Linked DNA regions of Mus musculus: regions 1, 2 and 4 are each linked to region 3. A link is a contact called in public ChIA-PET and HiChIP or PLAC-seq data. All regions are on one chromosome and are shown on one strand. Each heading gives the region's core, a stretch centred on a gene start, on an enhancer-like site or on the middle of the called end of the contact. The rest is flanking DNA. Distances are from core to core; before and after follow the strand shown.

Region 1 (2,759 bases), core at 60-2,559, 140 kb after region 3:
TTTTTAGATGCTATATTTTGTGAAAATACTGAACCTCGCTCTCTCCAAGATAAGCAAAAAGGAGCAAAACAGACTTTTGAAGAAATGATGAATTACATTCCAGGTATGATATTTAAATAACTCAATTGTATATAGATTGGCACCACTTTGAAGTTGCAGTATAATTATTGAAACTAATTGTTATTGTTAGTTTTTATTTTAGAAATAATATAACTCATTAGAAAACGTAATTTGGCCAGGCAGTGGTGGCACATGCCTTTAATCCTAGCACTTGGGAGGCAGAGGCAGGTGGATATCTGAGTTCAAGGCCAGCCTGGTCTACAGAGTGAGTTCCAGGACAGCCAGGACTATAGAGAGAAACCCTGTCTCGAAAAAAAAAAAAAAAAAAGAAAATTAAAGAAAAGAAAAGAGAAGAAAAGAAAAGGTAACTTGTCCGTTTGTTGATACTACTAATACTGTCTGTTTGAGATAGATTCTTGAGCTGTAGCACAGACTAGCCTTGATCTTGCAACAGTTCTTTTGCTTCAGTCTTTGTAGTGCTGGTGTTACCTGTAGGAGACTTTAGGCTCACCCCTAAAATTTAGGACACGGGTTTTTCTACTCACACACTAATCAGGGCTTTATGATTTGTCTGCTGTGTGACCCTAGCTGGCTTGGAGCTTACTGTGTAGACCAGGTTGGTCTCAAATTTGCATTTATCCTCCTGCTTCTGCTTCCCAAATGGTGAGATTAGAGCTGTCCAGCATATCTGGTCATAGACATCTTTTCTGTATGGTTTTATGTGTCTATATAAAGAGGGAGTTTAAATCCTGTTGTTTGGGGTGCTGAGGGACAGCTCGGTTGTTGAGCACATGCTGTTGTTGCAGAGACCATCACATTAGTTAGTGGCTTAGAGTTGCCTGTAACTCCCACCTCTCTGGCCTCTGTGGGCACTTACACTCAGGTGCACATCTCTCTTCACAAACACAACACATCATTCAAAATACATAGTTTAAAAATTGGTTTTGTTTTACCCTGATGTATAATAAAATATGTTTTCTAAGTCTCTTTTATCACTTAGTGGTAGTTGGTTTATATACTATAGTATATCCTGTGCATTGTGAACTTCTGAAAGGGGGATTAATAATAACTACTACTTTTTTTTTTTTTTTTTTTGACCCGACCATGAGACTTGTTTCTAGGAGGTTCTTGTAGAAACTGGTTTGAGAAATACTGACTTGGAGCTTTTATGTGGTGTCTGTGAACAGAGGAGGCATGTGGCTTTTAAGAGGCGGTTGGTGGTGAGTCACTGTGAGCTGTTTCATATGTGGCTTTCCTGTTTAGATCTGATAGTCAAGTGTATCGGTGAAGAAACCAAGTACGAAAGCATCAGACTCCTGTTTGATGGCCTGCAGCAGCCAGTGCTCAACAAGCAGGTAAGGGAGGTGGTGGGCGTTGGTGTGGCTGCTGAGCAGCGGGATGTCTGGTTTATTACCTGTGTGAGTCACTACACGACATCTAGCCCATCATTAAAATAATCTAAACGTTCAGATGGGAAAATCTGTATGTACTGTTTCTGCTGGTTCTCTTACTTCTTTGTGATATGCATGGTTGCTTAAAGTTAATATATCTTCTACCAGAAAATTTTAGATGTTTAGAAAATTTCTGACATAGTATAAACATTTTGCTAATTTAAGTCAAAGAATACCAGTTAACATTTTTATATATATAGTCGCTATATATTTTGTTGAAATGTTAATATAATATCAGTTTCATACTTGTTTATTTAAAATTTGTTCAAAACAATTTACATAGAATGGGTGAAGCATAGTAATGCCAGTTATTTTATTCACAAAGGTCTCTACTATGCATGTAAGGATGGAGCATTGTCGGTGGTGTTAGAGACACCTTTTTGCGTGTTTTGCATTGCCGTTACGTTTCCCGCTGACTTGCGTAGAGATTTACCGTGGTCCTGGCTCCCGTGCCTGTAACTTTTCTGTCTAGTTCCTTACATTTTGTTACATGTCTTTGTGCTGCAGCTGACCTATGTGTTGCTGGACATTGTGATACAGGAGCTGTTTCCAGAGCTAAATAAGGTAACTGGGAAGCAGGAATTTCTTCATTCTCCTTTGGAAAGTATATGGACATTTAACCAGAGATGAAAATGGTAGTAAGCCATTGTGACTGCAACCATTTGAAAGCTGAACAGCTTGACACAAGTGGCCTTTTGTAGTGTCCTCATCTAACACGACTGTCCAGACGTAGACTAGATTTGAGGTAACAGACCCTGGCCAGTCTCTGCCTTCAAGTTCTTAGTTCCTCCTTACCATACAAGCAGATAAGGGCCCTTTACTGTGCTTTCAGCTGAATATGTGACTAATCTTATCATCAGAATGGGCCTAGCTGTTCAGATTATCATCTGCAACATTTTCTGCTATATAAATCAGAGACGAATGTTTTTTCAACATGGATCTGTGAGTCCAAGAACACAAAATGATTTGGAGTTAGAGCATGGTGTTCTTACTATATTTAATATTGAGGATGTTGAACTTTTCTTCTTTCTAAATACAATTTAAAATTTTGTTCTTCGAACATTTCATGCACGTATACCGTGTACTTATCCATCTACCCTTTAATGGCCTAACTCCCTCTGGACCCCCTCTCTCTAATCTCCCTCCCAATTTCCTTTGCTCTAAAATAACCCACTGAGCCCAGTTAGTGTGGCCTTTATGTGCATAGGTGTGGGGGCGTCCACTGAAGCATGAGCAGCCTACCAGTGG
Region 2 (2,700 bases), core at 87-2,586, 190 kb before region 3:
TGGATCCTGGAACCCAAATGGGAGGAGAAAACCGACTCCAGCAACTTGACTTGAGATTTCCTACATGTTTAGTAACATGTGATTCCTTCCCCAGTAACTAACAGAATAACCAACCAAATGAGTAAATAGAGGCATACTCAAAGAGTGAACATCATGGCCAGACCAGCAGAGGATTGGGTGGGGCGGCGTTCGTTGCACCTCTTTATTGATTCCTCCTTCCAGTATGGCCACAGTGGATTAATCTCCTCTCTCTGTTTTGTACTGTTGTCTGTGTAATTGACCTTTTGAGGGCAGTGGCTGAGCCTGGCTTGTTTTGCTTGCCAGGGTCTATGCTCTGACCCTAATAACTTTCGCAACATGTTGATTCAAACTGGAAAGTTCTCAAAGTAAATCTGAATTTATTATAAGTTCAGACAATACTAATATAGATGAATAGATGATCAGTCCTTTATACATGAAGAACACCTGAATTAAAAACTTACAAAGAATACATGGGGATTATTTTATAGATGCTGTGATTTTTTTTTATTATTTATATCATATGTAAAATGTCAACATTATCTCTGATTTGGTCAGGGCCTTCCTGCATGATGGTCCTGGGATTTTCAGTCTCTCGGGGCTGGTTTTGGGAAAGTCATTGAGTTAAGAGAATCATGGGATGCTGCCTGGCTGCTGATGTTGCCACACTTGCAGTGGAGGCTGAGGATTGGCTTGGAGGCCTTGTGTATTTGTGATGGGTATTGTGTTAAAGGTTGGTAAGAAGCAGAATTTGCAGTTTTGTTAATGGAGTATTTAGGATCAAAAGCTTGGTTTCTAGAAGCACAACAAGCCAGGCTTGCCCCCTCCCCCCATCCCCAGTTCCTTCATGGGAAAAGCAGAAAAGAGGTTCCTCGCCAACTGGCACCAGGCTTTAACCTTTCCCTCCTTGCAGCATGATATTACTAGGAAATTCTAATTCCCTGTCAGTAAGTGCTTCTGTATCCTAATAGCCACTGGATGATCACAACTGTCTCGCTTTAGACTGTGCCACTCCTGCGAGATGGCAGATCTTGACCTACTGCACCATGGTTCTTTCTGTGCCCTGGGGTACATTGAGATCATTGTTATGCCTCAGATCAGATGAAGTTAATACTTTTGCTATATCTCCTCTTTTGTATGCTGAACAAATGTGTTAATTATTAGACTGAAGCCAGGGATGTCCATAGTCCTGGGGACCAGGCCATACTGTCTCAGCTACTTGCAGAAACTCAGGGACACCGCCACGCAGATGACTGCCGCATACTCAGGAGAACTCTTGGTTTTGGTTTAGTTTATATTAAGCAGTGACTCAGGGACACTGCCACACAGATGACTGTCACATGCTCAGGAGAGAACACTTGGTTTTGGTTTAGTTTATACTAAGCAAAGAAGAGAGTTGCTAAAGATCCGGCACGATTTGCTGTTTTCAGTGTGATTTGTAGCAGCACTGCTCTTACAGGAAGTGTTTTAGCAAACCTTTAACCACATCTCCTTCACACAACAGAAACATTGTTGATTTTACTGAAGTTTTGACATGGCTTGTTTTAGCTAAAAGTAAATCAAGGCTGTTGTCATTGTCATATGTGCACATTTATCTATTTTGATGGCTCTTGGAGTAGCTTCCTTCTTTGGATTATAGAGAAAATTCCCTCCATGTAGGAATTGCAGAAAGCAGAACAATTTCTTACCATCTTTATACAGTCTCTCCCTTATTCCGATGAGTTAGCTGTAGCCCAGAGAGGTCAAGTGACTTTTTGGAGGACACACAGGCAGTTAACGAGAGGGGGAGGCCATCCAGTTCTCTAGTTTTCCACTCTAGTGCCATCCCCAGCCCCTTTGTCTTGAGGTCTCGTAGCCCAGGCTGGCCTAGAGCTCACTGTGTAGCCGAGGATGACTTTGGTGGCTACTCTCCAGACACGTGGTGGTATCTGCCACCTTGCCCAGTTTATGCACTGCTGGAGATGGAACTGGAGCTTACCATACTCAAAAAGGAGACAAAGGTATGTATGAGGTAGATAAGGCACAGCCTGAAAGCTACCGTTTCACAGAAAGTATACAAACCGAGAACAGAGCACAGTCAACAGACCACTGTGGTATTATTGAGTGAAGTGGGCAATGAGCTATGAGATGCAGTGGAAAGTGAAATGTATCTTGTGATTACCTGTCCCATTATTTCGGGCTAAGCAGTGAAGTTCACTTGGTGAAATTTAGAATTATCAGAGTATAGTGGCTCAGCTAGCCCGGACCATTTACCAAAACTCTGGCATGAAGCCATTTATCGTATTATATAGGGCAGAGTTTTGTAACTTCAATCCATGACTCATTAATGGCTTTGTTTGATTTTGAGACAGAATTTCATGTAGCCCAGGCTGGCCTTACTTGCTACTTCACTGAATGTGATGACTTTGAACTTTTTAACTTGCTTGCACCTTTCAGATGCTGAGGCCACAATGCATGCCACTGTCCCCATGTGTTTAGTGCTGGAGATCAACCTGGGGCACTGTGTGTGCTTGGTAAGCATTATACCAACAGCTTCCTCATCAGTCACCACACTGGTTTGTTTTGAGACAGAGTCTTCCTAGGTTGCCCAGAGTGTCCTTACATTTACGATGCTTTATCCCCAGTCTTTGGAGTTGGGGTACCAGGATGTGCAGTTCTATACCTGGCATCAGTGGGCTTTAA
Region 3 (2,700 bases), core at 197-2,696:
AAAAATGTTAGTTGTGGCCCATGCTTATAATTTCTGAGCTGGAAGGCAGAAACAGAAGGATCTCCTAGACTTGTGCTCAGCCAGTCTAGCCTGATTCCTGAGCTCCAGATCAGTAAGAGGCCCTATCTCAAAAGGGAATAAATGGTGCTTGCGAGGATAACACCTAAGGCTGCCCTTCAGCCTCTGCATGCATGTGTGTACCTGGGCACATAGATTTAAAAAGAACCAAATTAAGACCACAGGCTTGAAATGTAGCCCAGAGGCACAGTCCTTAACCAGATGCTGTGACAAGCTTTTACCATGTGATTCTATTCCCTACCTTCTTTCTATGGCAAACCTTATGTGATGTTCTTACCCAAACGGCTTTTATTCACTTATTACCATTACTATCACATGTGTGCATGATGTGTGTGAGGGCATGCATGCCACAGTCTATAAGTATGGTGATCAGAGGATAACTGTTAATGTAAACTGACAGCAAATGCACACATAATTAGTAAAAAATGCTACAAAATAAAGACCCGAGCTTCCAAGTGCTAAAATATCCAAATGTGTGTATCCATACATTTAAATTACTTTGAATTATATATTTGACCTTTGAAGTCTTAAGTTTTTTTCTGCAGATAATTTAGAAGGGAGAAACTTAAAAAATAGCAAAGGATAGCTATGTGACCTTAGGCCAACTGGCGGCTTTTGACTTGCTTTCTCCTCTGTGAAACGGAATGTTTAACTTCTCAGCATTCTGACAGTATAACTGTCACTAGTGTCTGTTTCCCGGAGTGGGAGACTTGGGGGGGCGGGGGAATCTGGTGTTGGACCTGGTTGAGCGCCCAAGCAGGCGTTGGATAAGCCTGCACTGGACAGCATGGCTGTCTGCAGACCAGCGGCACCCCCAGAATGCAGGAAGGATAAACGGAGAGCTTTTCGGTTTTCACCCGCGTAATTCTGTCCTCCCAGGTCCCTTCGGCTGCCCCGCTGAATACACAAGCGCAGCGCTGGCCACCGTAGCAACCAAGCTTCTCCACCAGCGGCGCTCAAAGCTGCCTGCGCGGCGAAGTCAAGGCCACTCCCTGCCGCCGACCGTCCGTGTCGACTAGGCTCGAAGCAGGCGGTGACCTCGCCTCCAACTGCGGCAGTTCGTTTGAATTCTGGCGCCACTCCCACGCCACGTCGAGCTGAGCCACCCCGCCAGACTCGGAAGAGACCGGTGGCGGCGAGCCAGCGGGAGCGCGCGCAGCAACGGAGATGCACGCGGCGGCGGGCGGGCGGCGCGCACCACGCCCCGGAATGGCCTGTAAAAAAAAAAAGAGGTCCAAGGCGCGCGCTCCCACGCGTTGCTTCATGAAAAGCCACGCCCCCACGTACTCTCGCGTCCAATCAGTGACAGAGGGAGGGGCAGCCTCGATCTCGCACAAAGGAGACTATAAAAGGAGCTGCGGTGAACCGGGCTCGTTCTTTTACGACGGAGCCTAAGATATTCTTTGTCTTGTCGGTGAGTGAGTTACAGTCGGATGACCAAGTGAAATATAGGGGTGCAACGAGGATTTGGAGGCTTCTGAGACTTGAACTTAGGGTACTGGTGTAAACTTCCTCGGAGAAGTGCGCAGCAGCTAATGATATTTCGGGATTGGAGTCTGGGCCCCAGTGAGATTCGTACTAAGCGGCCTGACTGAAGGCCGCATGCGTTCTAGTTCCTGAGTCCCCGCGTGGGTAGGTTTTTACAGCAGGGTTTGCAGCCTTTTGTGCTGTTCCGAAGGTACTAGAGTCACCGAAAGAGACATCCTATTATATGCACGTTCACAAGGACAATGGCGCCATTGTTCTTCGCGTCTTCAAAGCAGCTACAAGAAGAAACCAAGGTAAAGGCGATGCAGCTTCTATATTTTAAGAATATTGTTATAGTGCAATAGGAAGTGATGTGTGATGCTTAAATTTTGTTTTTTGATTTTTCATTATATTAGATGGAGGGGAGCCCAAAGCATCTGAGAGAATTGATAAATGAAAGAAACATGCTTAAAACATGACCGTTTTAAAGGGTGTGTATTGAAGCCTAGATTTTTTCCCTTGTAAGCATGCAAACATACCGTTGTGAAGTAAGAATCCGGGTTCCTGGAAATGTATTGTGAAGTAGTCCTGGCCAAACTACTCTGGCCTTTGCAATTTGGAGTGACTGTTGTGAATGCATGGTGTACAAATTGATTGTACAAACAGTTGTGAGACATACCGGGTCAGAACAGTGATGAAATACATCCCGAAGATGATGACCTGAAGATAAATGCAGCTTCTGAGAGAAGACCATTGTGTTTAAGTGGTAGTCTTGTTAATGCAGTTCTTACTCATAGCATGTCATGGTACCTCTTTCTGTAGTGAATGCTGACCAGTGAGATGCCAGCCTGCGTGTGAAGATCCTACAGCAGAAGTGCATGTGAGTGGTGCTCTGTTTTGTTTTCTGCTGAGCTTACTGTCGTTGGTCTAGTCTATGATGATCCTATCCCGAACCTGAATTCCTGTTGAAAAACCATAATTACGGATCTGGCTTCTGAGATGGACCATTGCAAAGGACTATTGTGTTCTTCTTTAATGTTGGCAATGACGTAATGCCTGTGTTTTTGTTTTTATATTTTAGGGCCAGTGACACAAGAACTTGCGAGAGATGCCAGTCCGCCTGTGAAGATCCTGCAGCAGGAGTGCATGTGAGTG
Region 4 (2,808 bases), core at 246-2,745, 170 kb after region 3:
TCTCCTCCTACCATGTAGGTTCCAGGGTTTGAACTCCAGGTATCAGGTGAGGTGGAAAGTCCCCTTCATTACCCCAGAGCCATCTTGCTGGCCCTTGGAAACTAATTTTAGCATGGTAGATGACAACTGCTTACTTGCAGGCAGGGTGTGGCACCATTGGAGTAGAACTGATTGCTGCATTGCATCATAGAGGCCTCATCTAAACATGGCCTGCCCTAGGAAGGGTCGCGAACCTCATGGAGCTCACCCAGTGCTAATAATGAGTGCCTTGGGCTCTGGGTAGCATAGGCCCTGGGAATCCTATGCTGAGACATAAACAAGGCCTCCAAGCCTGGAGCCCAAACTTAGCAAGTCTTCAGTGGTCACGAGGGGACCACCGACATGGCGTCCTGAAGTCTCACCCAGCACTCTATTGCAAGGCAGTCCTCCAGTTGACCTAGATGCTCTCAGGTTAGTTTCTAAGAACCGGCACTAAAATGAAAGTGTCCCAAATGCAAAAGTCTCATAAAGAGGTTTCAAGAGGGAAGTCTGCAAAGCCCAGTGTAAAAAGAGTTTCTCCAAACAGCAGACTAAGGGAGACACAGCCATCGACCATTCGTGCACAGGGCTCCACTTCCCTGATGGAATTACTGAGTCCTGACTCCATGCTAACTCCGCAGATGCAAAGTATGGATGATAAATCCCAGCATGAAAGCTCTGTGGCCATGGAGGCTGCAAAAGAGCAGGTGGGAAGTTAGCAGCTGGCTTGCCAGGGCTGAAGTAGCTTAAGTCTGCACTGAAAACGGCAATGCTGTGCTACCGTTGCCTGTCACAGGAATGCCAGGGATGATCTGATTCTTGTCTGTAACCCCGATAAGCTTGGGGTTCCCTGGACAGCCCTCAGTGCTGAGTCCATCACTTGCGGGGAAGTCCTGGTGGCAGGAGCTTGAAGCAGCTGTCATATGACATCCACGGTTAGAAAGCAGAGAGTCATAAGAGGGGAAACTCTTTTCTTTTATTCAACCCAGGACCCAACCCTAGGGAATGGTGCCATCTTTATGGTGGATTGTCCCACCTTAATTAAGACAACACCTCACAAGCATTCCTGGGGACTTGTCTCCTAGGTGACTCTTGTGAGGTTGACCATTCATACTAACCATCACAGCCCTCTTTTCTATCAGCCTTCTTTGGATATTTCTCTAGAATAGCAAGATGCACCCCTCCTTCTGCTATGCAGCCCCTTCCCCTCCTGCCTCATTCCTCTTCATTCTATCTTCTGACACAGCCTCATTTACTTATTCTCTCACTGAAAATGTGAGCACAGGGAGAAACAGACTTCTTGATTGGCATTTCTAGCGCCTAGAACAGTGTGAGGCACAGAGCATCTCAGGGGAGGGGCGGAGAGGGGCAGAGAGGGGCGGGGAAGGGTGAGGAGGGGCAGGAGGAAGGATGTGGATAGAATGTTGCTATCCTCTCCTTTGGATCCTGCCCAGCAACAAAACAGTTCTGAGAAAAGCTTCAGGTCTGGACACCACATGTATAGCTCTCATGGGATGTATTTTAGAATGCATGCACGCACACAGCAGGGGTGGGGGATTTCAAACTAAATGTGCTAGGAATTGATGTTATTCATGTGTACGTGCTCCGAGCACTACAATTAGGAAAACTGTTTTGCTGGGGACCAGAGATCTCTGGGGGCTGCTTGTGCCAGGCTTCACTTACAGTTTTGAACACACAGAATTAAACAGAGACACTGTTTAGTCAACAAAGAAGTTCACCGAGCAGAGACAGCGATGCCCTTCAGAGGATAACTGAGAACAACACAGAATCTGCCACCGTGGCTTACTAATCACCATCCTTCATCTGCCACAGACCATAAAAACTTGGCCGGCCAAGCTTTTCCACATCTATTCCCAAGCTATAAGGACCGTGAAAGTAGAAGATACCTGGATTTGAGAGGAAAGGGGTTTCCTTTGAAGTATATCCAACAATCCCCACAACCTCACCGCCAACAGAGAGAACTTTAGATGGCAGAAAAAGTCCAGATATCTGATGTGCTAGAGGCCCCCGTGCCTTAATGTTTGCGCTCAGAATTGGAAATTTAACGTTTCTGAGGAGGGGATCAATCAGTCCTTCCACACCGTTATCAAATTCATGATTTCCCAGTGCCTAAGTAAAACAGAAAAGAAAAAAGAAAAAAAAAGAATTAAGTATCTGGAATTTTCCAATAAAAGCATATTTTAAAGTATATCATGTTAGCCCAGTGGCACCAAAATGGGCTGGCCTCTATGACACCTGACCACATACATGTTCTAGTGTTCTCCTTACCTCCAAAGGGGCCCCTTGGGCTGAGCCCAGAGACACGTAGATCACAGGTAGGTACAGCATTGTTGCCCTGGGCGCCTCATCCAGTGAAGCTGCTGTGAATGTGTGCATTTGGGACTCCCTGTCCCAGCCCCCTCCAGCCAGATGGCTCACAGACCACCTTTACCAGGGCCTACCCAGCTCATCTTCATTGTTTTCGGGAGTTAGCCCACAGGTCAGGCCCAGACCAGAATGCAGACACCCCCAGAACCCCCTTTCATTGCTTCCCTTGGGTCACATCTCAAGTCCTCACAACTGCTATACTCAAGGACTTCTCCAATTCATCTAGGCGAATCAGGCCTGACAGAAGTCTCTGTTAGACTGGGCATTGATCACCCCTGTACCCCGAGCAGGATAGAAAGCCATGAGAACATTACAGGTACGTGGAAAGAGAAAGAAGTCACTTGCTTTGGCGTCTGGAGGAAGCCTTCTGCCAGCTGAGAATCAAGAATTTCAGCCCAATGA

What was found. ChIA-PET counts read pairs in DNA pulled down with a chosen protein or histone mark. HiChIP or PLAC-seq counts read pairs in DNA pulled down with a chosen protein or histone mark.
Region 1: a contact with region 3 is called in an RNA polymerase II ChIA-PET map of memory CD8 T cells, with 210 read pairs. The contact joins the enhancer-like site here to the promoter of Snhg5 in region 3. A contact is called at or near these places in 3 of 39 promoter capture datasets (the HPC-7 cell line, embryonic stem cells and neutrophils), 1 of 15 datasets of contacts at CTCF or cohesin (the NIH/3T3 cell line), 2 of 484 Hi-C or Micro-C datasets (the G1E-ER4 cell line and embryonic stem cells) and 4 of 115 datasets of contacts at active chromatin or transcription factors (the 230-238 cell line, the SCID.adh cell line, embryonic stem cells and 1 more).
Region 2: a contact with region 3 is called in an RNA polymerase II ChIA-PET map of memory CD8 T cells, with 12 read pairs. The contact joins the enhancer-like site here to the promoter of Snhg5 in region 3. A contact is called at or near these places in 2 of 115 datasets of contacts at active chromatin or transcription factors (effector CD8 T cells and memory CD8 T cells) and 2 of 9 other capture datasets (adipose tissue and liver).
Region 4: a contact with region 3 is called in an H3K4me3 HiChIP or PLAC-seq map of the 230-238 cell line, with 19 read pairs. The contact joins the enhancer-like site here to the promoter of Snhg5 in region 3. A contact is called at or near these places in 2 of 115 datasets of contacts at active chromatin or transcription factors (the 230-238 cell line and the SCID.adh cell line) and 2 of 9 other capture datasets (adipose tissue and pancreatic islet).

Annotation. Positions count from the first base shown.
Region 1 is chr9:88,378,826-88,381,584 of GRCm38.p6, reverse strand. It overlaps Snx14 (sorting nexin 14), which reads left to right. Exons shown (of 29, transcript NM_001359958.2): 26 at 8-103; 27 at 1,324-1,415; 28 at 2,019-2,075. Among named protein-coding and RNA genes, the nearest start is that of Nt5e, 53 kb to the right of the region's middle. Within about 2 kb of position 1,309, at least 95 of the 459 cell types and tissues checked have an H3K27ac peak or open chromatin away from gene starts, as enhancers often do. A contact at or near this core is called in the 230-238 cell line, the G1E-ER4 cell line, the HPC-7 cell line and 2 more, where this site is marked.
Region 2 is chr9:88,708,672-88,711,371 of GRCm38.p6, reverse strand. The region is part of intron 2 of Mthfsl (5, 10-methenyltetrahydrofolate synthetase-like); the gene reads left to right. Among named protein-coding and RNA genes, the nearest start is that of Mthfsl, 9.8 kb to the left of the region's middle. Within about 2 kb of position 1,336, at least 46 of the 459 cell types and tissues checked have an H3K27ac peak or open chromatin away from gene starts, as enhancers often do. A contact at or near this core is called in adipose tissue, effector CD8 T cells, liver and 1 more, where this site is marked.
Region 3 is chr9:88,521,643-88,524,342 of GRCm38.p6, reverse strand. Snhg5 (small nucleolar RNA host gene 5) reads left to right here and starts at 1,446. Exons shown (of 5, transcript NR_040721.1): 1 at 1,446-1,859; 2 at 1,962-2,036; 3 at 2,368-2,425; 4 at 2,627-2,693. LOC115487267 (a small nucleolar RNA gene) reads left to right here and starts at 2,475; the gene lies at 2,475-2,546.
Region 4 is chr9:88,351,603-88,354,410 of GRCm38.p6, reverse strand. It overlaps Nt5e (5' nucleotidase, ecto), which reads right to left. Exons shown (of 9, transcript NM_011851.4): 2 at 1,926-2,148. Among named protein-coding and RNA genes, the nearest start is that of Nt5e, 25 kb to the right of the region's middle. Within about 2 kb of position 1,495, at least 19 of the 459 cell types and tissues checked have an H3K27ac peak or open chromatin away from gene starts, as enhancers often do. A contact at or near this core is called in the 230-238 cell line, where this site is marked.